Linked DNA regions of Mus musculus: all the other regions are linked to region 1. The links are chromatin contacts, called in public promoter capture Hi-C maps. All regions are on one chromosome and are shown on one strand. The core of a region is the stretch at or near the end of the contact, and the rest is flanking DNA. Distances in the headings are between cores, read along the strand shown.

Evidence for each region. Promoter capture Hi-C pulls out the DNA fragments that hold promoters and counts their contacts.
Region 2: a contact with region 1 is called in a promoter capture Hi-C map of liver, with 4 times the contacts expected there. The contact joins the promoter of Mterf2 here to the promoter of D10Wsu102e in region 1.
Region 3: a promoter capture Hi-C map of liver shows a contact between it and region 1, with 3 times the contacts expected there. The contact joins the promoter of Tmem263 here to the promoter of D10Wsu102e in region 1. A contact is called at or near these places in 7 of 39 promoter capture datasets (the C10 cell line, hippocampal neurons, liver and 3 more).
Region 4: a contact with region 1 is called in a promoter capture Hi-C map of liver, with 5 times the contacts expected there. The contact joins the promoter of Sirt6 here to the promoter of D10Wsu102e in region 1. A contact is called at or near these places in 5 of 39 promoter capture datasets (the 3T3-L1 cell line, hippocampal neurons, liver and 1 more) and 1 of 115 datasets of contacts at active chromatin or transcription factors (astrocytes).
Region 5: a promoter capture Hi-C map of liver shows a contact between it and region 1, with 4 times the contacts expected there. The contact joins the promoter of Zfp873 here to the promoter of D10Wsu102e in region 1. A contact is called at or near these places in 2 of 39 promoter capture datasets (liver and pre-B cells) and 1 of 115 datasets of contacts at active chromatin or transcription factors (embryonic stem cells).
Region 6: a contact with region 1 is called in a promoter capture Hi-C map of the SN4741 cell line, with 4 times the contacts expected there. The contact joins the promoter of Polr3b here to the promoter of D10Wsu102e in region 1. A contact is called at or near these places in 5 of 39 promoter capture datasets (the C10 cell line, the SN4741 cell line, hippocampal neurons and 1 more).
Region 7: a promoter capture Hi-C map of liver shows a contact between it and region 1, with 3 times the contacts expected there. The contact joins the promoter of Ckap4 here to the promoter of D10Wsu102e in region 1. A contact is called at or near these places in 6 of 39 promoter capture datasets (the 3T3-L1 cell line, the SN4741 cell line, embryonic stem cells and 3 more), 3 of 115 datasets of contacts at active chromatin or transcription factors (embryonic stem cells, extraembryonic endoderm stem cells and pancreatic cancer cells) and 1 of 9 other capture datasets (liver).

The regions. Positions count from the first base shown.
Region 1 is chr10:83,358,099-83,361,839 of GRCm38.p6, forward strand. D10Wsu102e (DNA segment, Chr 10, Wayne State University 102, expressed) reads left to right here and starts at 2,123. Exons shown (of 4, transcript NM_026579.3): 1 at 2,123-2,275. The coding sequence starts at 2,161.
Region 2 is chr10:85,126,354-85,130,094 of GRCm38.p6, forward strand. It overlaps Mterf2 (mitochondrial transcription termination factor 2), which reads right to left and starts at 1,674. Exons shown (of 3, transcript NM_028832.3): 1 at 1,609-1,674; 2 at 15-133.
Region 3 is chr10:85,100,914-85,104,654 of GRCm38.p6, forward strand. It overlaps Tmem263 (transmembrane protein 263), which reads left to right and starts at 1,714. Exons shown (of 3, transcript NM_001013028.2): 1 at 1,714-2,084. Fhl4 (four and a half LIM domains 4) reads right to left here and starts at 1,582. Exons shown (of 2, transcript NM_010214.4): 1 at 1,383-1,582.
Region 4 is chr10:81,625,961-81,629,701 of GRCm38.p6, forward strand. Sirt6 (sirtuin 6) reads right to left here and starts at 1,606. Exons shown (of 8, transcript NM_181586.4): 1 at 1,512-1,606; 2 at 530-657. The coding sequence starts at 1,577. It also overlaps a transcript of Ankrd24 not described here.
Region 5 is chr10:82,046,329-82,050,069 of GRCm38.p6, forward strand. Zfp873 (zinc finger protein 873) reads left to right here and starts at 1,795. Exons shown (of 4, transcript NM_001319203.1): 1 at 1,795-1,901. The coding sequence starts at 1,899. It overlaps Gm46195 (a long non-coding RNA gene), which reads right to left and starts at 1,720. Exons shown (of 2, transcript XR_001779681.1): 1 at 1,561-1,720; 2 at 119-1,258.
Region 6 is chr10:84,620,266-84,624,006 of GRCm38.p6, forward strand. It overlaps Polr3b (polymerase (RNA) III (DNA directed) polypeptide B), which reads left to right and starts at 2,033. Exons shown (of 28, transcript NM_027423.2): 1 at 2,033-2,273. The coding sequence starts at 2,202. Gm17249 (a long non-coding RNA gene) reads right to left here and starts at 2,380. Exons shown (of 2, transcript XR_380645.4): 1 at 1,932-2,380; 2 at 258-1,193.
Region 7 is chr10:84,531,734-84,535,474 of GRCm38.p6, forward strand. It overlaps Ckap4 (cytoskeleton-associated protein 4), which reads right to left and starts at 2,155. Exons shown (of 2, transcript NM_175451.1): 1 at 1,714-2,155. The coding sequence starts at 2,133.

The DNA.
Region 1 (3,741 bases), core at 873-3,372:
CATATTTACTGCTGCTCCTGTTCACACCAGACATGAGGTGGAAGGAACTCAAATGTTCATTATCAGAGAAAACACACTGTTAGCAAGTCCTGGTAGCAAATGCCTGCTTGTAATCTCAGCACTTGGGATTAAGTGTTTGAAGATCGATAGCATGGAGTTCAACTATATAGCCTAGGTTATACAGTGTTCCCCCCAAAACAAATCCCTGCCCCGCCCCCCAAAGAAAGTGTGGTACAAAATTCAAGAGCATATTATTCAACATTAAAATTGAAAGATATCCTTTTCAATAAACCTTGAAGACATTCTTCTCAGTGAAATATGCTAGTTACACAAACAAGAGTTTATGATTCTAGTTACACGGAAAGAGAAATTATTGGGTTTGGGGTGGGAGCTGAGACAACTCACTTCAGAGATGGAAGCTTTAAAAACAAAAGCTTTATTTTCTGAGCACTCAGGGAGGCAGCTAGTATGGGGTCTGAACCTCGTCCTGGAAGGGAGATTGTACTTTTTGTTTTGTTTTGTTTTTGTTTTTCGAGACAGGGTTTCTCTGTGTAGCCCTGAGAGGGGAGCTGGGGGGAGCTGCAGTCTTATCCAATTGTGTTTTGACATTATAAGTTAAACAAGGGAGTACTGGGCCATATCCAGGGCACCTGGTTTCAAGGCCCTTAATTCCATTAGGTGCAGAGCTCAGAGTGATAAGGAAGCAGGGGTGGGGTGGGGTGGGGTGGGGGTGGGGAGGAGTGGGTCAGCTGCATGTAGTTAACTAGTGCATACCAGGCAATTAGTTATATATTTTTAAAACTTACACACCTTGATTTAGATAATAGCAATTCCTCTGCTCTCTACCAGTTAACAGACAATTAGGAAAACATGTAGACTTGGGACAGGTGTTCGTTCCTAGGTCTGGGAACATGAACTTGCTTGACCCTGCCAGCAAGATGGAGAAGTTGTCCCTGAGATGGCTGGACTCAGATAACTGTCTCCTTACACATTGTCCCTGAGGAGATGCGTTCACACAGACAACTGTTTACAACAGAAGCTGTTCTGATATAGGGAAGTCCCCAGCTTCCCTAGAGACTGGGACCGTGAATTAAGTTTCTCCCTATGATTAAATGGGAGTCTGGAAATGAAATGGTAGCACTTGGAATACGTTTCTTTCGCTTGTTCTCAACAAAACCATGAGCATTGGGTCCCAGGGGCAGGAAGAGGGGAGGAATGGGGTTTGTCATTCAGGGGTTTTGTTTCAGCTTTTTAGAAATGAAGGATTTGTTTTTCTGTAGGAGACCAAACTCAGTGCCTCACTCACAGCTCTACCTTTTAACTACCACCTGGAACAACCTTTTAGGATTTTGACATGACAGTGTTCCAAAGGCATGCTGTATATATAGCAACGTAAACAGCATTCTTAACACTTCTGGGTTTTGTGTTTACAGTTAAATAGTAAACTAAGCTGGGGTCTGGTCATCCAGACCTGAAATCCAGGCTATTTAGGACCTAGGTGGACTTTGAGTACCAGGTCAACCGGGGTAACTTGGTGAGGCTTTAACAAACAACAAAGTATGGTAATGGGCGGCTGTAGATTTAAGTACACGGAAATGGAAGCTGGAAAATGGTGATTTTGAAGTCAACCTGGGCCAGCCAGGATGACAAAAAATAAAATATAGAAAATGAAAAGAAACTGGGTGTGGTGGCTCCCACCTCTATGGCATCTGGAAGACTAAAGCAGGATTGCTACAAACTGAAGACCACAGAAACCTCCCCAAACAACAACAAAAATGGAAATAACGACAAAGGCCTCGCACCACCTTCTTCATGCTTGCATTTGCTTAGCTTGACCAAGCCGGGTTGATTCTTTTCTAACAACAATAAAGGAGGAGACTAGGGCTAGACTTGGGCTGGGGTAGACTAGGCGCCTGACACGTGCATCCGCAGCGCTCCGCCCACGCAGTGTGGTGCCTTGTTCCCATCCTCCACCCCGCCTCGGCCCCACCCCCGCTTCCGGTTCCCGTGGGTCTGAACTTCATCTCTAGGCGCGAGCTCTGGCCACGCACCCGTAAGTCACCGCCCACCTCCTAGTTTCGGCCAATTGCTGCCTTGACCCCGCCCCTTCCCCGTGCCTTCCTATATCCGGGCTTCTTTCAGTGGCGCTGGGTTGGAAGCATGGAGTTCCAGGGCGAGCGCGGGACCGGTCCTGGTGTTTCTTCGTCTTCTGTAGCCTGCTCGCAGGTCACGGTGTCCAGGGAGCTGCTGACGGCGGGGAGCGAGGGTTCGGGAGGTGAGCGACGGTGGAGAGCGGGGTGGGTTGGAGGGACACGGAACGCTGCTGGGTCAGGGACACTGCGGGACCCGGGAACGCTACTGGAGACACTGCAGGAGGTTGGGGATGCTACCGGGGACCGGGCACGCTGCGGGGTTCTGGGACACTGAGGCGCCCGAGACGCGGCAGGGCCGGGGAAGCCAAGGAGCTCGAGACGCTGTGGGGAGTCGGGGGTCCGGGTTATTGCGGGGCCGCGGACGCCGAGGAGCCAGAGACCCTGCGATGGCTAGGGATGCCGGGGAGCCTGGAACGCTGCGGGGGTATGGGACACCGAGAGAGTCCGAGACGCTGCGGAGGTCGGAGATACCGCGGAGTCTGGGACGCTAATTGGGAGGGGATGCCACGGAGCCCGAGACGCTGCCGGGGTCTGTCCGGGGTACGACTAGGCCAGCCCGGCGCTGGGCGGTGGTGGTTCTTTTTTTTTTTTTCCTCTACCTGCCAAGCCGGTCCAGGCCAGGTGGTCCTTGTAGAGTTCATTAGGAACCGCCCAGCCTGGCAGCATTTGGAGAGGCAGAGGCAGGCGTATTTTTGAGTTCGAGGCCAGCCTGGTCTACAAAGTGAGTTCCAGGACAGCCAGGGCTACAGAGAAACCCTGTCTCGAATAAACAAAGAACAAAATACAAAAAAAAAAAAAAAAAAAAAAAAAGTGGGCAAAGGCTTGAGTCTTCAGTGTTTGTTGCTTGGACTGGGCAGTTGGTTTGTTTGGAAAGGTGCAACTCGGAATAATTAATTTTTTAAATTGAGCACCTTCTAGGTAGGAGAGCTAGGCAAGTATATTCTACAAAAAAAAAAAAGCCCAGTCTGACTTGCCCAAGTCTACATAACCGTTTCTGGTTCTCTGTATTATGTACCTCTGGTATGTGGAGGGGGCTATTCTCTCTTCCTACTATGTGGGGAGTGAATAGCGCTTCCAATTTGGGAGGCAAGCACTGTGTCCATAAAACCCTCTTTTTGGGCCCTATTTCTGACTTCTGACTTACCTTTTGTGTGTGTGTGTGTGTGTGTGTGTGTGTGTTTCAAGACAGTGATTCTCTGTGTTGCCCTGATTGTTCTGAAACTTACTCTGTAGATCAGGCAAGCCTCGAACTCTTGCCTGTGCCTCTTAAGTGTTGGGATTAAAGCATATCTGAATTTCTTAACTAAAATCAAAGACTCATTGCAGGTCTACATTTTGCTAACTGTGCTGTTTAAAGTTGTGCGTTGTGCATCCCTGTTGCCTTAAGAGGTCACAAAGTGTCGAATGCTCTGGTACTGGAATTATAGTCCAGTTGAGCCCCCATGTGGGTGCTAGGAATCAAACAAGAGCAGCTAGTGCTTGAGACATAGCCTTGGCTGGCCTGGAGCACAGAGATCCACTTGCCTGTCTTTTGAGTGTGCCCTGCCATGCCTAGTCCCCCTCCCTGTTTGTCAATGTGTATTTATTA
Region 2 (3,741 bases), core at 424-2,923, 1.8 Mb after region 1:
GCTTTCCTTCTTACCTTATAGTCTCTCCTGAGCGATTTTGTCCTTCTCCAGGGCTTCAGTCAGTCCATTTAGGACTCCTCTGTAGCTTCTAAAATGTGATTCTGTCACCTCTCTGCAATAGACCTCAGTGGCACTTTAGGACAGACATACAATAATTTGTAGAAAAGACTTTCTGCCACCTGAATTCCCATCTCCCTTCCTCACAAACCAGTCACTTCTCAGTCCCGGCGGACTCTGTTCCCACTACATAGTCTCCAAAGACTGTGCTTTTGTCAATCAACTCTCAGAAGTAAGCGTCACTTTCTTAAGGAAATGCCTCTGATGTTTCAGAATAGATGAAGCCCCATGTCCCCTTTAAGGGTGTTTACGGCACCATGGACTGCAATGCTCCACCTGGGATGGCTGTGACCCCTCACGTTTCTGCTTCACTATCCCACACAACCCACTTTGCAGCACCGTGTTCTAATGAACTGTCTCCCTGCCCTTCATGGGCTGCCATCACTGACTCTGGGAAAGAGAGGGGCAGGCAGTTCCCGGTGTGTTTTTTTACTTTATAGTAATATTTATCAATTGTCCATTCAACTTGTAGGGTTTTTTTGTTTGTTTTTTTGTTTGTTTGTTTGTTTTAAGCTCAGGCTGCTGTCAGGATGGTAGGCACTAGCTCTCCTGGCCAAACATTTCATATTTCTGTTGGGATCACAGACCATCTGAGAACTTGAGAGTTACAGACTTTACAAAAAAAAAATAAGGAAGGCCCACACCTTTTTCACTTCAGAAATGGCGTTAGCAAGAACTATGAGCAGCCCATAGTGACTGTGTATGCAGGGGAGAGCCGAGACTGAATACTGTTATTTCCTGTAATGAGCAAACAAAGAACACGATGCACAAGGCAATAACAGCAAATTAACAAATCAGGCTATGAAACAATGCAGAGGGCAAAAGTGAGTTACTTTAGCGCAGCTACACTGCCTTGGAATTAATCTCCAATTAGCTGTGACTTTTTAGGAAGTAATATCACCTTTCTGTGTGGGCAGTGTGGGCATCAGGAACATGGGGACGCTATTCCTTGGTGAAAGATCATGTTAAACGAGTTAATAGTAGTTCAGAGTATTAAAAAACAAAACAAAGCCCTCACATCTACTCCTCATTAAACCATAGTTCCCCTTAAAGATGAGGCCAGGATGCAGGTGTAGCTTGCCCAAGGCTGCCCACCTAAGAATGGCAGTCCTCTTAGCCTTGTGTCCTATGTACAATGATGCTCTTGCTAAAAAGGTCACATAGTCTGCTCTCTTATGCAATCCTCTCAAGCAATCCTGAGGTGAGAAATACATTTTTATAATTAAAACAGTCCTCTCAATAAAACCAATTAAGTTCTGATCTGACAGTTTCAAGTGAATTCCAATTTGTAGGCAAAGAACCACAAAGTTGGTCAGAGGAAGGGCCCTGCCAGGACCGCTACCGTGGCCTCTTATTTACGTGTGCAGCCTCCTTTTTTCAGTGCTCCGAGGTGGAGTGCCTGTGTGGACGTTCTCGGTGGGCAGCTGCTAACCCTGACCCCGGTAGGCAGGCTTGAGGCTCAGCCAGAGCTGGAGAAATAGGGTGGCTTACCTGTGGGCAGCAGTCCAAGCACAGCGGAGAGACCTTGGGCGTTGAGCTAAGTTCCCACCCTGTTCCGCAGGCCTCTCCACTCAGGAAACAGATCCTAGGTAACTGGCAGGGCTTCGCCTTGGCTGGTAACCAATCAGAGCTCGAGAAACTGATGTGCAGGAAGTCACGCCTCCATCCCGAGCGTAGCCAATTAGAACACTGTGTACAGGCTCCCGTGGGAATAAGTGAGCCACACTACAGGGTCTATTGCCACCAGTGCCACCTGGCGCTTCTGTCTCAGCAAACTCTGGTGGTTCAGTCTCTTTGTCCCTTAGAGAACGTTACAACTCGTTGAGAGAAAGAGGCAGGGAGGAGGGGCAGATCAGAACCTGTTGTCTGTAATGTGGAGCCATTCAGAATTCTCAAGTTTAAAACTTTGAAACCTGACCTGTCCAAACAAAACAAACCCCTCACATCTGCGGTAAACACCAGGTCTGATTCCCTAAATGCCATTCATCCTTTTTACCCCTAGATGACTTTGCCCAAATACTGCTAAACTGCCTTTTGCTTTACATTCTAAGTTATTCGTGATGCCCACACTCATAAACCAGCCAACCAAAAGCCAGAATCTTTTTCATCCATCCTTCAGATAAATATTTACAGGCTGCCGCCTCAGCACCAAGCATGCGGAACTGCAGCGCTAGGACCTTGGACAGGGCAACAGGAACTGAAACACATTAACGTGGTAACCACAATGAGAGTGAAGTGCTACCCAGGAAAGAGTCCCCTGTGCCCACCCTGTGCTGTATGCAGTTAGAGCAAGGAAAATGGTGTTTCCTAGGCTGATAGCCCGCCTCGTTACCTTTCTAAGGGTCTCTCACTCAGGTTGACACCTCCCCTTCATGTGGAGTGGAGGCTCCTGATTATGTCCTTAGCTAAGAACAATGCTTGATCCACAGTTAAGAACTCCAGAATGTTAATCATATCTGAAAACAGCCGTGTGGTTTACACTTTGTGGGCTTTAGAGGAACAGAGTCCTGACTCCTAAAGATCAGTTCTGATCCTCAGGCTACTCCGGAATTAACTGAGCAGCTACTACCTAGATGAGTAGGTGATCTATGTCCAATAACCCTTCTTAGCACATCAACACTCTATTCATGGATTTTACTGCACACTTTCTTACAAAAATTTGGGATTCATGGTTAAGATGTGCTATCCTCACTTGGGAAAAGGAAACTACAGTCAAGTATAGAAAAGGAATAAGTGGTCACATCGCAGCATGGGGAAGGATTAGACAAAGACAGCCTGGAATTACACAGTAATCTAGGCCAGTTTTGTTTAGTTTCAGGCACTGTCTCAAAAGCCAACCCACACCCCCCATCAGACAATTGAAAAAAAAAGGGGGGGAAGAAAGAAAGTTATAGGTGTTAAAGTCAAGACTTGGAATTGCATGCTGTGCAATCACTTGTTAGGAGAGGGACGCAGAACTGAGAATCATGGTGTGGGAAGCTTGCACCAAGGCTCCACACAACCTGTGCACTGTGATCAAAAGTAGCTGCTAACTCAGCCACACTGACTGTGGCCAGTGACTGGGCTCAGACTTTGCCATCTTCTTACAGTGCGTTTCTAGGGCCTGACACTCAGAAAAAACCTTAGGAGGAACAGGTGATGAGACTACTACTATGTATATTTTCCTAAAGAAAACTACAAAAATCAAACAATTCTGAAGTCTCTATAAGAAATAAAGTTATACTGGGTATAGTGGTTTGAATGAGAATGGTCCCCACAGGCTTGTTTGAATACTTGGGCCCCAGCTGGTGGAGCTGTTTGGGAAGGATGAAGAGGCGTGGCCTTGTTGCAGGAGATGCTTTGAGGTTCTTGCCATTCCTGGGCTCCCTCTTGAGTCTCTCAGTTATGGACTGAGGTGTGAGAACTCAGGTGTTCCGTGCTCTGTGATCATGAACTCTGTCTGAAATACCCACATTAAATTCTTTTATAAGCTGCACTGATGCTTTATCACAGTAACAGAAAAGTAACTAAACAATGGTTATCATTCTTGTACATGTAAAAGTCACTGCTTTAAGGGCATGAGAAAAACATAAGGAAGCTGCAAGTTAATCCAAAAGCATGGCTCCTTCAATTTCTCAGTGCGCA
Region 3 (3,741 bases), core at 464-2,963, 1.7 Mb after region 1:
TCATATAGACAAGAGTGGCTTAGAACTGAATGGGATGTTGTTCTTTTTAAAAAGAAGATGGCATCAGATAGCTGTGAGCTGACATGTGGGTGTGGGGAACTGAACTCAGGACCTTTGCAAGAGCAGTGAGTGCTCTTAACCACTGGGCCCTCTCTCCATTATTATAGGTAAGGAAACTGAGACAGCAAGAACTGACTGGGGTCAGATCTATAAGAAATACTGGACTACCTGTACTTGTAGGTTCAGAAGGAGCCAAAAGCTCCCTGGTACCTTCATTGGTTTATGAAACAGAATATACCACTGCTTTGAATTATAGCCTTAATTACTAGCAAAACTGTAAGTCAATTTGGAAAGAAAGTTATAAAGTTCTGCATTGTAATTTTGCCCAGGGTTCAATCTTGAAATCACCTATTAAAATCCTATTAAGAATTCAGGAGTCTATGACAATAAAAGATTGGTACTCAGTTAATACCACAGTTCAAACTCTCCTAATCATCATTCTCTTTTAGTTCTGTAAAACAAGATTATCATAATTTCAGCACAGTGATCTGAATGGACTTAATTCATCGATTTGATAACGGTTAAGCTCTAGTTCATTCTATTTAAGAACTGAACCAAGGTTAGCTCCCTCTCAGGATTTTTTGTTGTTGCTGTTAGCATCCCTTTTCTGAGACTTGATAAACACTTGCTATCCAGTTACACCACGCTGATTACTTTCATTTAAAAATTGAGGTCCCCTGTCCTGTGTATGTTTCCACTTGATAACTAGGTCGTGAAAAGAAAAAAAATCTCACGTTTTGGTATAATTTCTCAGTAAAGCCCCCTTACACCCACAGTCTCTCTTCTTATCTTTCCCAAAAGTGTAGGGTGGACTTATTGTCATTTTTATCTTAAAGATGTTGAGAGTCAAGGAAAAGCTAATAGCAATTATCTAGTCAGGTAGCCATTTCGTCACGTCTCTGCTTCCTCCTCACAGCCTTCCTAGGCAGCTATCACAAGCCCCCTTGGAAGCTCACTGTCCTGTTTCCCATCTGAAGCAGAGGCAACGCTGAACCCAGAGGACTTCCCAGACAGCATCTTCTTAGGCTGCTCAATACTTTACAGGACCCCACCAGGGATCCCCCCTCCCCCCAAGGCTGGCAAGAACGTGGAGGGGCCCTGACGAAGCCCTAGTTAGGAAGTGACAGTTTTCCTCCCTCTCCAGTTCAATTCTCACATCGATGAACCAACCTTCTTTCGCTACCAAAATTCAAGGCCCCCTGAAAGGCCTTGGGCATCCGCTGTGTGATGAGGGCGAACCTGACATGTTTACGCTCAAGGACTCCAGGTGGACCAACAACAACAACAAAAACCCCACACAAATTAGCAAGGCCTCGCCTCACCCTATCACTCGGTGACACAGGCTCGCAGAGCGCCCTGGGGAGAGCGACTGACAGAGGCCCTGCCCGTCACTCCCTTAGGGCAGCAGCTAAAGGTTGAAGCCCCTGGGCGAAGGAGAGGGAGACACCGGCGAGCATGCCGCCCTCCTCAGGGGAGAAGTTCTAAACCCCCATAACCGTTAGTTCCCTCGAGCCCGGAGAGTGGCCGAAGACTCGGGCGAGGCCGGAGGCGCGCGCCTCGCCGGGGCAGCGCCCCCTCGCCTGCTCTGATTGGGTGGCCGGGGCGGAGGGGGCGGGGAGACCCTCCGGATGAGGCGCGCGCGCAGGCTGGCCGGGGGCTGCTGGGAGGGCTGCGCGCGCCGAGCGACCGGTGGGCGCGGGAGGTGGGGGGGCGGAGGGCCGGGGGCGCGAGTGCGCGTGCGCGTCGGAACCCGAGGCGCGGGAGGAGGCGGGAGCTCCGGAGGCTGCGGAGGGGGCGGGTCGCGTCAGGCGCCACGTCCGCAGCCAGAAGCCGCCGCTGCCGCCGCCGCCGCCTCGCACCGACCTCGCACCGAGAGTCTTCCGACTTCTGAGCCGGAGAAGAGCATCTAGGTCGCGTAAGCCACTCCCGGGCCGCATCAGGGCCTCTGCTGCCCCGGCCGCTTCTGCTGTTCTCCGTGCCACCGCTCCCTCCGCCCGGCCGCAGCTCCCGGCCTCGACCCCGCGGTGAGTGAGTGTGTCCCATGGCTGGGGCGGGGGCGGGAGGGTGTCGTCGGCCTGAGTGGCCGCACTCCGGGCCCTTTCCCGTTAGCCTCATCTGCACCTCACCTGCACGACCCCGGGGCCTGGCCGCTCCAGCCTGGCCCTTTGCGGGGGGACACTGAACGGGAGGGGGATGGGCGGGAGTCGTTGGGGGGCGTACGGAGGTATGGGGTTACCCCAGTGGGTCCACGAGTTTGTGGACGCGGTGTCTGCAGTTGAAGGGAGTCGCTCTGGAAGCCTGGGTCTGACCTCTTGCCTTGAGTGTCAGGCTGGTGCGGAGGAGGAGATGGGGCATCCGAGGAGGAGCCCAGCTTCCTTGCCCCACTTAACTTCTGACCTGTTGATAAACGGTCCCGGTGGGTTCAAGTACACAGGGCTTGGCTCCAAGCGGAGATTCCCGCTGCTCTTCCTAAATCGGGAACTCCACTCCCACGCCTGTTCTAAGCCCGCAGGTGTGGGAATGAAGAGGGGCGCTGGCAGTGTCAAGGAGTGACTGGGGAGCAGGGGGGAAGGAGTCCTGGAGCAGCCGCCAGTGCAGTCACTGCCGACCCCAAGCTCAATCCAAAACCGAGCCTGCCATGCACAAGCAGCATCTAGTCTAGCCCCGGAGCTGCCACTCGGGATCAAGTTGGATCGTCTCTCTTAAGCCCGTCTTATATTGGAATTCCGCAGGAACTAGGGTGTGCTGGATGGACAACGAAGGGGCGGAGGAAGGAGGTGTCCAAGCCAGCACCAGCCTCTAGGGTCATTTTCTGCCTCTCCTGCCACGTCACTGCTCTGCTCAGGGGAAAAAAAAAAAGACTTGCTTGTGCCTAAAGGTGGATCAATGAGGGGGAGCTAGGGCTGCTGGGAAGAGTTAGAAACACCTAGACTAGGAAGCGAAATCTTACTTGATTGTGTCTTTTGTATCTTGTGAACGCTACTAATCCAAAAGGAAACATTGTGGGTATTTGTATCTGCTATTGGTTAGTGCTTAAAACTTCTAGTTGTTGCCGCTCAAGGGCTATCACACTAACAGGTAAGTATGTTTCCATTCTTGCTTTAGCAACGCTTAATACACATCTGCTTTCATTTTTCACTTTCATTTTTTTTTGTATAGCAGCACTTATACCAGAAACTAAGTTCAATGAAAGCATCATTCGAAAAAAGTTCAATGAAAACATCATTCGAAAAGTTTAATTGATTTTAACATATAAATTCAAAAGTGTTTGATATATATATGTTTATATTCGGGGAAAATCTTGACTTTCCCGTTTCCGTCCTTGAGTCTTTACCCTTTTCCTACATTCTGATGCTACTGGACCAGATGACATACAATTAAGAGTACGGTCTTTATGTTCACTCATTGTCTCAACAAGATGTGGCACAAAGTAGGAATGGCAGCATCTATTGAACAAATTAAGTGTATTTTAGTGAGGATGACAGAAGTACTGGTTTTCTGGCTTGGCAGAATATTTTAATCCTATTTCATGTTTCTTTAAGAAAAATACTTAAAACTATTTTGACAGTCTCGATTATTTGTCACTTTGTGTGGGATTTTTTGTTTGTTTGTTTGTTTTGTTTTTTTCTGTGTAGCCCTGGCTGTCCTGGAACTCACTTTGTAGACCTGGCTAGCCTCGAA
Region 4 (3,741 bases), core at 356-2,855, 1.7 Mb before region 1:
GCTCTTCCTGTTAATGCTGAAGTCAGCCCATGCTGGCCCCAGCCCCGTTCTTAGGGTGGTTCTGTATCCTGTGGTGGAGACAATGACTGCCGGGTAGGCAAGAATTCTAAAGAGCATGGGACGTCTTCATGAAAGAGGCGGAGGGGCTGAGGGTCTGGGGGTAAACAAAGGCAGGGGAGCTAGTGGAGCTGGGGCTGAGTACTGGTTAAGACCGGCTGCGGGTTCCCAGAATGCTTTACAGTGGTCATAGGCTGCCACCGAAGGTTATGGGTGAGCTAGTCACTCCACAACATTGAGTCATTCTGACCCTAGAAAACCCAGTGGCTGGCCGAGCTGCATGAATACATTTCCCAGCATGCCTTGCAGCTACTACATTATGTGGGCATGCTCTGATCCTTGGGCAAGTGGAGTTTTTGCTGGGCCTTTCAGAGACATAGGAAAACTGAAAGGTCCTTCTGCCACCTCACCTTAGTCCCTAGAGGTGTATCAGCAAGAGCCCTGCCTCAGTTTCCCCTCATTGTTCACCGACCTGAAGTCGGGGATGCCAGAGGCGGTGCTGATGCCGGCGCCCGTGTGGAAAACCACGCTGGAGGACTGCCACATTAGCCGGGCCAGCTCCCACACCTTGCGTTCCAGCTCCTCTGGTGGGTCGAAGATCTGTAGGGTCAGAGGGCAGGAGGAGGCAACACGTGACCTCCCAAGTGGCAGGCCTCCTGTGGGTCAATGCTCTGTCTGCCCCTTCTCAACATCCCTCAGTTCCAGCCACACTCTTAACACATCGCTGTGTCCTACCCCAGGGCCTTTGCACATGCCGAGCCCTCTTCCCAGAGTGCTGTTCCTGCAGGCAGCCACTCCTTTGTCCTGGTCTGGTTGTGGCCCACGTGACCTCCCCACTGACGTCATCCCCCATCCTGGACTTTAGATAACCCACCTCTCTCCCCTAAATCAAGATGCAGCTCTACTTGTCTAGGGGCTCCGTTAACATGAGGCAGGCAGGGCATGGTGTCGCAGGCCTTTAACACCAGTACTCGGGAGGCAGAGGCAGGAAGATTCCTGTGAGTTCGGGGCCAGCCTGGGCTACAAAGAGAGAACCCTCCACCCTACTACACCCCTTCAGAAACAACAAAGACTGACAGCCCCACACTCAGGATCCATCTGGCCCAGATTCAGGGAGGAGTACAGAGTGGGGTACAGGGATGCCCCCAGGAAAGGGTGCCAGCTTCCGGCCCTGCAGATCTTCCCACAGCTCCAGGTTTTCCCTGACAATTAAGACGTCCACTCCCTGACCTGACGATTTGGTCTCGTTCCCATTAGCCCCTCACTCCTTCCCTGACCCAGGTTCCTCCGTGTCACCCAGCCTGAGCAGTGGGTGTCACTTCCCGCCCCCTCCTTCCAGGGAAGTCCCTCCCATTGTCTAGACTCTATGTTTCATGCTGTTCCCACAATGCCCCGCTTCGCCCGGCCGCTCCCCGTCTGGGGTCATTCGGTGACTCGAACACTGCAGCTCTCACCTCGGGCAGCCCGCACTTGCCCTTATCCGCGTAAGGCGACAACCCTGCTGCATAATTCACCGACATCGTCGCCGGCGCTGCCGCACGGGAACAATAAAGTTTCCCTTGTTGAGGCCGCTTCCGCCGGAAGTGGTGAAGGGACGGTCGGGAAAGAGTAGCCGCCTTCCCTAGATACGTGCCTGAGGGTGGGGTGGGTACGTGGAGGTGAAAAACAGCATTCTTTCCAGAGCGCATGCGCCCTCCTGATGCAGCAAGCTTAGTCTTCAGTGCTGGCCGAGACTACCTCTCTGACTTAGTGGATTCCCCAGTCCTGGGATCCGCGACCAGAGCCAGAAAAGTGATGAGGCCACTCACAGGAGTCGAGGCAGGGGGATTGCGAGTCCCAGACCAACTCCCTGTTTCAAAAGAGACAACATCAGCAAAACCCAGAAATGAAACCAAACAAAGCAAAACAAAAATCCACAGTTCTCAGTGTGTAGAGCCCTGCCCGGAGTGCTTATAGCACTGGCAGGAGGGGACAGAAAGTTCGAAGCCACGCTAGGCTACATGATACCCTAACCTTTGTGACTGTCATCCAGGGTCTGCCTGACTCTGGCTACAGGAGAGAATGAATGGAAAACTGGGGTTCTTGGGCAGAGGAAAGACCTCTGGGCCCCCTGCCAACATTTCCTGGGTTAGTTTCTGGAGTGCACCTCCCGGAATATCACAGAGCATAGGGTTAGGTCCACAGAACTGGGCGAGTTCCACGTGTTACCCAGAGGTGCCCAGAGATGCAAGGAGAGAGGTGAAGAGCCCTGCTTCCGTGGCCATCTAGAGATGGGAGGCACTATCTGACCATTCTGCCTGTTGGTAATCAACAGACACAGGAGCCATGTGATGGGTCAATGGCAGCATATAACAACCGAAGCCTCCTGATCCCCGTGGAGACCCCAAGAAAGGCTTCGAGGAGGCAGGAGCACACAAGGAGGTGGGAGAGGCCGTCCTTGGGGCTGCCCATCTGAGCAAGCTGGCTAACAGCAGCTTGTCTCCTCCCTTGGCTCATCCGTCCCCCGCTCCCCCACCCCAACCTGATCGGGTGTCACCTCTACTCTGCTGCTGGTGGCTCGCAGCTGGAGCGGGTAACCAGAGAGGCTGCTTGGACGCTGGGTTCCGGTCTGGAGTCGCCTGAGGTAGGGGGATGTGGGTGAGGGAGGCCAGGGAAGTCTGGGTGCTGGTGAGGGGTGCTACCTGCAACAGTATGAACACACGCATCTGCACACTTGTGACAGGTGCACACATCCCACGCGGGAGCCAAGGCCCAGGCCCAGTGCGCAGCGTCACCTGTGCTGTGTCACCTCTTCAGAAGGCAAACCCTTAAATCCACAGGCCTTCCCTGCCACCTTGCCGTGGCGATTTCCTTCAGACTGGTAGCATGTGGACAACTCTTTTGGGTGTTTTGTCACCCACCCTTGGTGGTAGGTGTGGGGTGAAAGTGAACCTGATTAGTAGAGGAGGTGGGATCAGTGAATGGATGGATGGATGGGTAGATGGGTGGGTGGATGGGTGAGTGGGTAGATGGGTGGGTGGATGGGTGGGTGGATGGGTGAGTGGGTAGGTGGGTGGGTGGATGGGTGAGTGGGTAGATGGGTGGGTGGATGGGTGGGTGGGTAGATGGGTGGGTGGATGGATGGATGGATGGGTGGGTGGATGGGTAGATGGATGGGTGGGTGGAACTGCCCTAAATAGTGACAGTTTTGACCAGACTTTCTTGCAAAACACTGACTTTCCAGTGTGTCTCCCCCTGTAGCTCCATTACATATGAACCCAGGTTAGAGGTACAGGAGGAGACCCAGCTTGGGAGAACTTGGAAGCTCCGTTTGGGGAGGTAGATAGTTCTGTGTGGGAGAGAGGCGATTTTGTGAATAGAAATTTCACAGAGAAGAGTGTTTGTGTGGTGGGGAGTTTATGGCATCAATGATTGCACAAACTCCAGGTTGCAGCCTGTGTGAGCTGCTGAACTAGTGCTGCTGGTTGTGATGCACGCTCAGCCCCACTTCAGGGGACTGCCTGGACAAGGAGGAATTATCTCTGTTTACAGTTGAGGACAGTTCCTTCAGAGGGTGCAAGTAGCCTGAACTTGGACACACAGCAGATTTGCCCAGGCTGTGTTGTGAGGACAGTGTGGCTGACCACCCCAGCATCCTGTCCCTCACCCGACCCACGCCTTGTCCAGAAACAAGACGAGAGCCCC
Region 5 (3,741 bases), core at 545-3,044, 1.3 Mb before region 1:
CACCACTGCCCAGCGTGATGCTTATTAAATTCTCATAATGCCACATACCCCAATGCCAGGTACCTGATCAATGTTTTGAGGGCATTTTTTCTAAGAAACAACACAAGGAAAGAATGCCTTAACAGATGTCACAATTTTAGTGATAGCCACATGAGAGCCATGTTGTACAACTGCCTGTCCATTTGGGTTCACACCATTCAATTATTGTAAAAGGCATAAGCATTGTTGAGTGTGTGCCTTAGTTACGGTTCTATTGCTATGAAAAAACACCATGACCATGGCAAGTCTTATAAAGAAATCTATTTAGTTGGGGCTGGCTTACATTGTCAGAGGTTCAGTCCATTATCATCATGGTAGGAGCATAGCAGTGAGCAGGCAGTCAAGGTGTTGAAGGAGCCAAGAGTTCTACATCTTGATCTGATTGTACCCAGTACAGGACAGGCTGTCTTCCCTAGGTAGCCACGAGGAGGCAGTCTCCCACACTGGATGAAGCTTGACCATAGGAGCCTCAACACCCACCTCGCTAAGTGCCACACATCTTCCAAGGCCATACCTACCCCAACATTGACACACCTGAGTCGTGCCAATCCCCATGGGCCAAGCACATTCAAACCACCACATTCCATTTCCTGGCCTTACATCCTTGTTTAAACACACAAGTCTATAGGGGCCATCATAGCCACAATGCAAAAGTCCCCATAGTATATCATAGTCTCAACAATGTTTAAAAGTCCAAAGTTCAGAGTCTCTTCTGAGACTTATGCAATCTCTTAACTGTAATCACCTGAAAAAAAATCTCAATCATAATGGAAATTGTGTATTTTCAACATCACAGGATGCACATGACCAGTCCAAAATTATAGTGAGGAAATACTGGACCAAAGCCAGACCAGAAATCAGCTGGGGAAACGCCAAACTCTGCATTTTCATGTCTAATCTCTAACTCCTTTCAGCTTTGGTGACTGAAACACAATTCTTTCTCTTGGCTGGCTCCACTTCCTATTAGCAGTTTTCCTTGGCAGGTATTCTATGGCTCTGGCATCTCTAATATAGTCTCCGAGGCAACTTCAACTTCACACCTTCTTGTTCCAATGTTGGGGATCCACACACATTATCTTCTGGGCTCCTCCAAAGGGCTTGAGTCATATCTCCAGCTCTGCCCTCTGTAGCACTCTGCGCTGTTCTTGGTGATCATCCCTTGGTTTTGGGCTCTCCAGTATGCTCTGGTCTTGTGCTCCAACTAGGCTCCATCAATAGCCTCTCAGGCAGACCAAGAGATCGGGAATGTAAAGGGTAGATGAAAAATAAAAATACATCCCCACCCCTAGGTAATCTAAATGGTTGGATTATAAAGGGAAGGGCCGCTGTGGGAAGCAGGGCTGTAGAAGTTCAGGGTAGGGTCGGGGCATGCCAGCCAACTCTGTAAGCAGTATGGACTGAGGGATGCAGGGAGAAGTTGACAGACAGCCTCTGCGCTGATAAAGTACCCACCTTAGTTTTTTATCCCTGGTTGTAGGACCTAACATTCTGTGCCCAGGAGGAAGAAGGGGAAATACCTACTGTGTGAAGGAGAAGTGCCGGAATGACTTTGCAATCCAGGCACAAGTTCAGCTGCAATGCCAATCTCCACAGCTCTGGGAAAGTTCTGTCCCTGCAAACCACTGTGCATTGTCCCTGTAAGGCACTCTTGACTCTAGAGTGTTAGCGCCTGTCACAGAGGCCTTATTAACCAATCAGAGCCTGGATTCGGACTGCCAGTCAGAACGGAGGCGGGCACTTCCGCCACCATGCTGCAGGTTTGACTGTGAGTCTTAGGGAAGCTCTTGTGGTTCTGTGTGCTGCTTTTTCAACTGCTGCTAGGAGCTGTGAGGAGAGTGGGTGAGCCCGGAATCCGCACCATGGTGAGCGGGGCCGCCGTCCCCACGCGGGGAGGATCTGCGGGAGCCCGGGGTGCGGGAACCGGCGGCGAGACGCGGGGCCCGGTGTGATTCCCTTTGTTCCCCCTGAGGTCCCCTCATCTCCCAGGCGGAGGCGGGACCTCTGATCGACTTAGTTCCCCTCTCTGCGCCTGCGTACAACTTGGGACGCCGGACCTGCTGTCCGCAAAGTGCAAAGCACCATTCAGTGCACGCGCATGCGCGGGTTTCACGGTAGCCAGATTTTCTGACTTGCAGAGCTCTAGTTTCTCTAGAGTCTTCTAGAAGTTCTTCACTTGGCATTTGCCATTCAGGTGTGGGCTCCATCTCCAGTGAATTCTGCGCAGGTGTAAAGTCTGTGCTATTAACACATTCGCATGCAGATGCCACCGTGGTCCAATCCCATGTGTAAGACCAGACTTACTGGGTTACCTACATTAACTGTGTTGCTGTTTCTGAGTGCTCTCTCGTGTTTTGTTGGTCTCTTTCTTTCTCAAACAGCACAGTCTTTATCGCAGGTGTAGGGTAACTTAGAAGCCAGACGGTGTCACTGTGCTGTTTATTCAGCCTTGTGTGTTCATGTTTTCTTTCATGCTGACCTTTTGTCATCGGCTTTCTGTCGTTCATTGCAGAAATCGTTAGACTCTTTAGTGGACGTTTGTTGAATCCATAGCTCAGATTGTGTCCTGCAATAATACTGAGACTTCTTGTCTACAATCTTGCAATTTCTCTCCTTTGATTGAATTCGTTGATTTTTTTTTTTTTATTATATATTTATAGTTTTGGCAACCGATATTTGTCCCACTTCTGTGTATTTCTGGCCATTTTATCCATGGTGACATATAAGAGATATGGGGATCTGTACTTTTAATTTACTACATTTGTTTCTTGTACACAAGTGTTTGGCTTTCTTGTATTTGTGTTTATCAGTTGGGTGTTTGGTGTCCATAGAAGACCAAAGAGGCCATTAGATGTCGCCACCAGGATCTAGGAATAATTTTTTACCACCATGTTAGTGCTGGGAACCAAACCCAGCTCTTCCACTAGAGCAGAAGTCTTAGTTGCTGAGCCATCTCTTCTGTCTTAAACTTGACAGACTTTGAAAAATTTGCATGTGAGTGTGCCCATTTCACAGGCTGAAAACTGAGGGTTAAGGTGATTGAGGTTTGTTAAAAGTCTTGTGTTTGGGAGTTGGGAGATGTCTCAGAGGTACTGTTTGAGACTCGGTCTGTTTGACACAAGCTAGAGTCAGACTGGCCTGTGGGCAAATGTGTAGGGTATTCTCCTGATTAATGATTGATATAATAGTGCTTACCCCACTGTGTTTGGTGCCACCATGGCCACCAGTCAAGATCATTTGTACTTTTGTGGCTAGGAACAATTGCTGAGGACCAGCCTCAGTTGTTTTGGGGTTCTTGAGAATGGGAGGATTGGACCAGTGTGAAGTCAAGAGTCTCAGGCAATGATGCAGGCTCAAGCTGACAGGTGACTCATAGTTGTTCAGAAGCTGAGCTCAGAGACAGCTTTCTGGTTTGTCTTTTCTTTTTCTCTCTGAGTTCATCTCAGGCTTTTATTGGTTACACACTTCCTTGTTATGCAGTAATACATAATCCAAAGCCTTTTCATTACTTTTCTCAAGCACATTAGTTTTTCTGAAAAACCTCATGTAACTATGCCACCAGAAAGCATAATGCACACCCAAAGACACAGTTTAGTGTCTGCTAAAGCAAGTTTTACATTAACCTTTATCTCTCAGAAAAAACTCCACATCACAGGTCATCTAGGCATGAACATATGGTTATAGCATTAGCATGAAAACAGAATG
Region 6 (3,741 bases), core at 783-3,282, 1.3 Mb after region 1:
GAAATGCAGATTTCCAGCTCCAGCCTGCCAATCAGAAAGCTGAGATTTTTTAGTTCTCCAGGTGTCTGTGATCTGGTTTACAGTAGAACCATCTTCATAGTGGGAATCCAAGATGACTTTGTAGAAGACAGCTGACACACCTGAGCCAAACTTGATGTCCTCAAGTCTTCAGCTCCCTTTCCCAACCCCTTCCAGACTACACTAAGTAGGGTGCTCTCTGGTATAATAACTCACAGGGACCATTCAAATGTAGTTTCTCTGAGTAAATCTTAAGGATTTAAGGGGGGGGGGGGCTGATCATTCTTAGTTTTAAATGATTTGTCTTACATGTGAGTATGGGGATCAGAGGACAGCTCTTTAGAGTTGCTTCTCTCCTTCTACAATGTGGGTCTTGGGGGCTGAACGCGGCTTTTCAAGCTTTGTGGCAGGTGACTTAACATACTGAGCCATCTTGGTGGCCTGTAATTTTTTTCTTTCTTTCTTCACTTAGTTTCAGAAGTCTATCAGCACAACGTTTAGATACAAGCACTGAAATTTAACTAGCTAACTCTGTACGCAGATTACCTTGGACCAGGTTTAAAAAAAAAAAAGAACACATATTATTAGATGGTGCTAATTATACAGGTGAACTATTAAATAGTTCAACTATTAAATGGCCAGGAGCATTGTACACACTCATGTGACACCATCCATCTCCACAATTTTTGTATGTTCCCAAACTGAAACTCATTTAAAAACTGTTGGCATCTTTTACCTCTTCTTCCCATGGGATTTTTCTTACCATTGGACTTGCATGAACTCATTTCCAATTTCAGTGACAAATCCTTTTGTCTTCTACCAACTGTGTGTTTACTATTCATAGAGATTTTTTATAGGTGTATCTAATTTTTTAAAAATTAATGGAATACAACTTTTAGCAATTCTTATGCTTTCTCCGTTGCCATCCTTGAAATCTTTCACCAATCAATGTTATTAATACATTACCTTTTCTTTGGAGACAGGGTTTCATGTAGCCCAGGCTGGCCTCGACCTTGTTAGGTAGCCAAGGATGCCCTTGAATTTCTGGATGCCCTCCTACCTCTAGCTTCTAAATGCTGGGATTATAGGTGTCTGTGCTGCCGTGGGAGGATTATGTGCAATCCTTCGTTTATTCGGTGTAGTGGTAACAAACTCCGTCCCTCTGACGTTTCCTTCTAGTGTTTTGTTAAGGTATATTTCATCGACATAGGATTTAAACATATTTTCCCCCAAACCGTTAATTAACTATTCTAATATAATTTATTGGGTTTTCCCTAAGAGGATCTTGGACCTCATTCTTCAAACTCCCTGAGACAGTGAGGTTGTGATCCTACCACCTCTACATACCAAATGCTGGGATTAAAGTCGTGGGCCCCTACACCCTGTCATAGCAGGAATCAACCCCAGGTGCTCTGGAAGAGCAACCAGTAGTCCTCAATCCCTGAGCCGCCCCTGGGTCCTAAGTCACTGATCAGGTCGCTCCCGTTTAAACCCTTCAATGGTGCTTTACTATTCCCAGGGAGAAAGTCTAACACCTTCTAAGAGTTAACACATTTCAGAATCAGGAAGGCATCTTTTACTGCCCCCTGGCTGTCCTGGAACTCACTTTGTAGGCCAGGCTGGCCTCGAACTCAGAAATCCGCCTGCCTCTGCCTCCCGAGTGCTGGGATTAAAGGCGTGCGCCACCACGCCCGGCTGATGCCTGTTCATTACACGCAGGTACCACCAATTATTTAAGCAAGGACTTTTGCTCTTCTGTACTACACAACATACAAGCAGTTTAGACTGAGTTAATTGAAATCTCTGCTTTAGAAGTTCATGTTGTGACTAATGTGTATTATCGAGTCATTTTTCAGATTAGTTATACAGTTAGAACTACTATACTTTGCCGTATTCAATCATTCTGGGGATACTGGAAATGAGCCTGTCAAGAGGCTAGGATTAGCCCGGCGAGACCTCGGAAGTACACCAGTGGGTGTAGTTTTCCACATCCGGCTCGGTCACTTCCGGGTTCCTCCGCAGGTTAGGCCCTGACCAGGCGGAACCTTTTGAAACGCCTCCCCGTAAACAAGCGCCACGGGGACACCGGAGGAGAACGCACACCACTCTCCGCGTGCTACTTGCTTGGAGCCGCACGGGCGGATGTGAACATTCTGCCGACTTCTTCCTCTACCGTGAATGGAATGGATGTTCTAGCCGAGGAGTTCGGGAGCCTGACTCCGGAGCAGCTGACTGCGCCGATCCCGACTGTGGAGGTAAGTGCCGTGAGCGCAGGCAGCGGAAGAGGTTGGAGACGACTAAGGAGGCGTTGCCGGGAGAGTTTTCAGGATGACGAGGGCGGGTCCCTGGGCTTCTACGCATGCTCAGAACTTCTGCACATGCTCGGAGCTCCGGGTGTGTGAGCTTTTACCAGGTGTGGTTCTTGAGCGTTTGTAGCAGCAAGTACAGATCTCTCAGTAGCGTCCTACGTTTAGAAGCTTAGCGAATGGCTCTCGGGTAAAGCTTTTCTAATTTAAGTGTGCACTGGCAAGAATTGGTCCTTGTGTATTCTCTCAGGAACCAATATCTTCTTGCCGATCTCACCTGGAAGGACACAGAGATCCTGAGAACGTAGGCAATGTTCTTGAGGTCCCATAGCCGGCTTTGGTGCTAAAAGTAAATGGGAATCTCACCCTTGTCATCATTTTCCTTTTACTCCACAGTTTCTTTGGACTGCAGGTTTAGTTTAAGTACCTTGACTATCCCTTCGTCCCCCATTTTTGATCTTGTATTTTCTTAGGGGCCCCTATAGCTTTCATCAGATTCTTAAAAGTTAAAGGATAATTGCTTCACGGTGAACTGCCTAAGGAAGTGCAGTTATTGACATGATTTTGTTTCCTGAGAAGGTATATAAATTCTCACTGAACCTTGACATCTTTGGCACAGAATAGGGACATCTAGGACTGAAGATGGTCGAGGAAGAAATTCAGGCAGAGGAACAGGTTGTACATGACCCCAGACACACCATCAGTTGTTTCAGGGGAACAAATAAATCTAGTGGAGCTAGGGGAAGAGGGCAGTAAAAGATGCCTTCCTGATTCTGAAATGTGTTAACTCTTAGAAGGTGTTAGACTTTCTCCCTGGGAATAGTAAAGCACCATTGAAGGGTTTAATTGGGAGCGACCTGATCAGTGACTTAGGACCCAGGGGCGGCTCAGGGATTGAGGACTACTGGTTGCTCTTCCAGAGCACCCGTGGTTGATTCCTGCTATGACAGGGTGTAGGGGCCCACGACTTTAATCTCAGCATTTGGTATGTAGAGGTGGTAGGATCACAACCTCACTGTCTCAGGGACTTTGAAGAATGAGTTCCAAGATCCTCTTAGGGAAAATACACAGTATTTGTCTTTGTGTTTGGCTTATTTCTCAGTGTTCCCCTACTCCTAATCAACAGGACCTGCAGCCCATGCAGCAAAGGATAGTTAAGAATGTAGCCCAGTCCAAAACTGCAGACTTAACTCCAAGCTTTATGAGTGTTATTTTATTTTACTTTTAATATTTTTGGTATGGCTCTCCAGGGAGAGTTTTGTAGATCACAGCGTCGTGTTACAGTGTTGCTGTAAGGAACCTTCCTCACAATCGTCCTTAATTGCAGCATGAGCTGGAACTCTCGGTGTCTTCCAAATGGGCCACTACACTGCTTTCTGGTCCTTCTGTCTGTGTTTCCCAGCCCTAACTCAGCTTT
Region 7 (3,741 bases), core at 905-3,404, 1.2 Mb after region 1:
GGCGCCTTCCTCTTGCCTGGAGAATGAGAAACAGGCTCAAAGAGGAAAGCGATTTGCATACAGCTGTGAATGGGAAGGGGTAAAACCAACAAAGAGACCAAAAGGCAACATAGGAACTAACACCCATGTTCTTCAACCTGGATCTAACCACTTTGGGCTCAAGCTTCCAACTTCCCCTGTATTCTGTCACTGGAAGGCTAGCTACCTTCTGTCCTTCAGGTATAGTCGAGATTGTCCCCTTACCTGTATGGGGTCATGCCATCTCCTGATACTTCTAATGACCAGCCCTGTCCCACATACAAACCCACAAGCCCTTTCTTCTCAAAGTGTGCATAAGTTCCCCACCCCTGAAACCTACTTAGGATGCCACTTCACAAGCTTGATCTGCGCCTTTTCCTCCTCCATATCCTCCACAGGGCTCACGCACAGCCATACAACTATCAGGCTTCAATAAATATTATGACTGATTAGGAAGAGAGGAAACGGGCTAGCGATCAGACTCCCGCGGGGTGTCTGTGTTCTTAGGATGGTCTGACATTCAGCAGGCAGAGCAGAATCGCCCACTTCATTTCCCCAGCTAAGTCACCTCCCTTGGCCTACACCACTTCACAGGCTGACTCACTCCAGTTGCTCTTCCAGTCTTGAGAGGAAATTCCTAGTGGTGCACACTCAACAAAAAAGTAGGGACTTGGCAGGGCAAGCGGCATGCTGGGAAAGGAGGCCGTGGTTCCGGGCTCAGAAATGGCGGGATTTTTTGTTTCCGTCCAGCAAGTGCGTTTCATTGAGCAAGGATGTGGGTGGAGAGGATGGAGAAGGCACTAGAGGGAAGGGGGCTACACTTGGGCTGGAAGGGTAGAAACTGAGCAGTTTGCCATGAGAGTTGTCTGGTCATTCCTGAAACAGCTCGCTGGGGAATCCTTCCTCACGAATGGCCCACACTTTCTTCCACAATCTGCGACTCAAGCCAGCTGTGGTCTGTGTCAACTCACTTTGTGTCTCTTAAACCTCAATATTCGGGTCTGGAAAATGGAGTCAAATTTGTCAGCCCTCTCTTCCTCCCTCTAGTTAACTCTTTGAGTGAGGAAATAAAATACATGAATACGCTGTCTACACACCACATAAGTGTGATCTAATACTTCTGGCCTGTGTTTCCCCTAAAGCTGGAGTAGGCGACTTCAAAGGCCCACATGGGCTCCTTGGTCCAGCTAAGGACAAGGGACCTAAAGATAGACGTTTCATCTGAACTTAGCAAATGACTAAGCTCACTAGCTTCCCCCACCCCCACCCCCAAAACTCTAGGTCTATTAAAAACTGGCTCGGGTGACTCCTACTGGCATAGCCAAGGTGAAGTCTTGACTAGAGGCTTCCGGGGATGCGATGATTTCCCTTCCAGGCTCCTGTTCGGGCAACTCTGTCCATTCAACGGTTCCTAATGCAAAAAGAATGGGCTACGTAGAGCCTGCCGGCTTCCTTACAGGTCACCGCTAATGTCCTGTGACAGGCCCTTGGCCCATCCTCCCCCAATGGTCTGGCCATCCTCAGAGTCCGCTCCATCCCTCTCTGAGACCATTAACAAAGCGGGTCTGGGACCGCCCTGGCGACTAGGGCGCTGGGGTCCCAGCTCTTGCCACAGGGCCTGGGCAGGAAAGGACCAGGGCCCCTTCAGGGAGGGCAGGAGTAGAGTCCCGACCCCGCAAAAGCTGGAGTACCCACCTTCTGCTCGACGCCCTGCAAGCCCTGGCCCAGCTCATCCCTCTGACGGGAGAAGTCCTGGTGGCCACGCCGGACCTGCTGGACCTCCTCCAGGACGTGATGGACATACCAGCCCGAGAAGGCGGCCGCCGCCACCAGGGAGAGGTAGAAGAGAAAGTTGAGCACCCGGCCAAGCCTGCGCGAGCAGGACGCGGAGGACGCGTTGGCGGTGGCGGCTGAGGACCGGCCGCGGTGGCCGCCCCGGTGCGCCTGGTTCTGCGGGTGCTGCGGCGGGTGCGGCGCGGGAGGCTGCGGCTGCTGCGGCGCCGCCGGCGGCTTCTTCGCCACGTCATCCGCGCCGCCCGACGGGTGGGCGCCCTTGTCCGAGGGGCTCGCGGCGCCGTGGCCGCCCTTGGAGCCCCTTTGTTTGGCCGAGGGCATGGCGGCGGCGGCGGCTCGGCGGGATGGGCGAGCGGGGCGCGCGGCCCGGGACGCTGGCTCCGGCTCCCACGGGGACTGCGCGGGCGGCACGCGGGCGCAGCGGCGTCGGAGCGGCCGGGAACGTGGGGCGACGAGGAAGGAGGCCGGCCGCGGAAGGAGGAGGGGGCCTGGCTCCGCCGCCGCCGCGGCGCCGACCCCGCCTCCCGGGAAGGGAGGCCGAGCCCAGCCCGAGCGCCTGCCACGCAAGCGGGCCGCCGCCCCTCCTCCCTTCGCTGCGACCCCGCGGAGGGCGGGCGGAGCCCGGCGGGGCGAGGCTGGGCGCGGCTGCCCGGATGGCTGAGACTCCCAGTGCCCCGGCTACCCTCGAGAGGAGTCAGCGGGGTGGGGGTGCCTCCTGAGCACTGTGCTGAGCACGATCCCCACCCGGGCCGAGGGGGAGTGCTAGGGGGAGCGGAAAGCACGGTTCTGGAAGGTGGGGACAGGACGGGGGGGGGGGGGGTCAGACGCCCTACTTGCCCACCACTAAGCCGGGAACACCCCTCCTCTAAGGCCGCCCTGCAGCCGGGCCAGGCCTGTCTCTTCCCGAGAATTTTTGGGCTCGAAGGACTCTGCACCCAAGCACCTTGGGTATGGACTAGAACTTGTCCTAGGGAGCTGAGTTACTGAGTTATTGAGTTACTGAGTTACAGACCCTCTTTGCCTGGGCAGTAGACTGTATGCAACACCCCCAGGCCCCTTGGTTCTCTTTTCTTTTGGGGTATCATACAGTCTCTCCACAGCTCCAGTTCCTGACAGGCTCTGGGTTGAGTGTAGAGAAGCCATCAGCACCCTCACTTAGAGGGACACAGGTTGAGGTTGTCACTTCCACATTTGTAAAAAGAAATATAGCAGTGCCAGACCTGTGCTTATCAGCTGGTATGGGCTCTAAAATCCTCGCAAAAGCTTTGAACGGTTGAGATTACATTTGCCCATTTTATAGGAAACACACAAGGCTGAGCCTCGACCCCAACAGAATGCCTCAAGGTCCCACACAGCCGTGTTTTGAACCTTGGGCTGATGCTTCTGAAGCCCATGGGTGAGTCTTCACTCATGACTGGGAGGGAAACCAGAGCCCACCATCAGTGCAGATCATTGGTAATACCAATCTGGACCTTTTCCCCTGCACCTGGCTCCCGCAGTCCTAGTGTGTACTTCTGCGCGGCAGAAGTAGGGATGCTATTTCTTCTGTCTGTAACTTCCTCCCAATCTGCTTAGAAGGGGGAAAAAATTAGAAACAAAACTGGAATCTTCCCATGTTCAAATACCACCACTTCCATACTTTGGTGGTCACATGCCCGACAATACCCCTCTTGAGAAAAGTATTTTCGAGGAGACACTGAATGTGCAACTTTACAAGGGCAAAACTTTGCTGAAGGCCCACTGTGTGCCAGAGAGATGTCTGTCCACTGCTAGAGGCACCTTCCTCAAGGACAATCTTGTTGCTCCTCATTCTTTTCGTAAATCACCTTTAAAATCTGAATAGGCACATATGTGCCTGTGATCACGGGCTCTGGGTCCTGGCAGGGGGTGGGGGTGGGGGTGGGGGAAAGCATGTTTTAATGTTTTAAA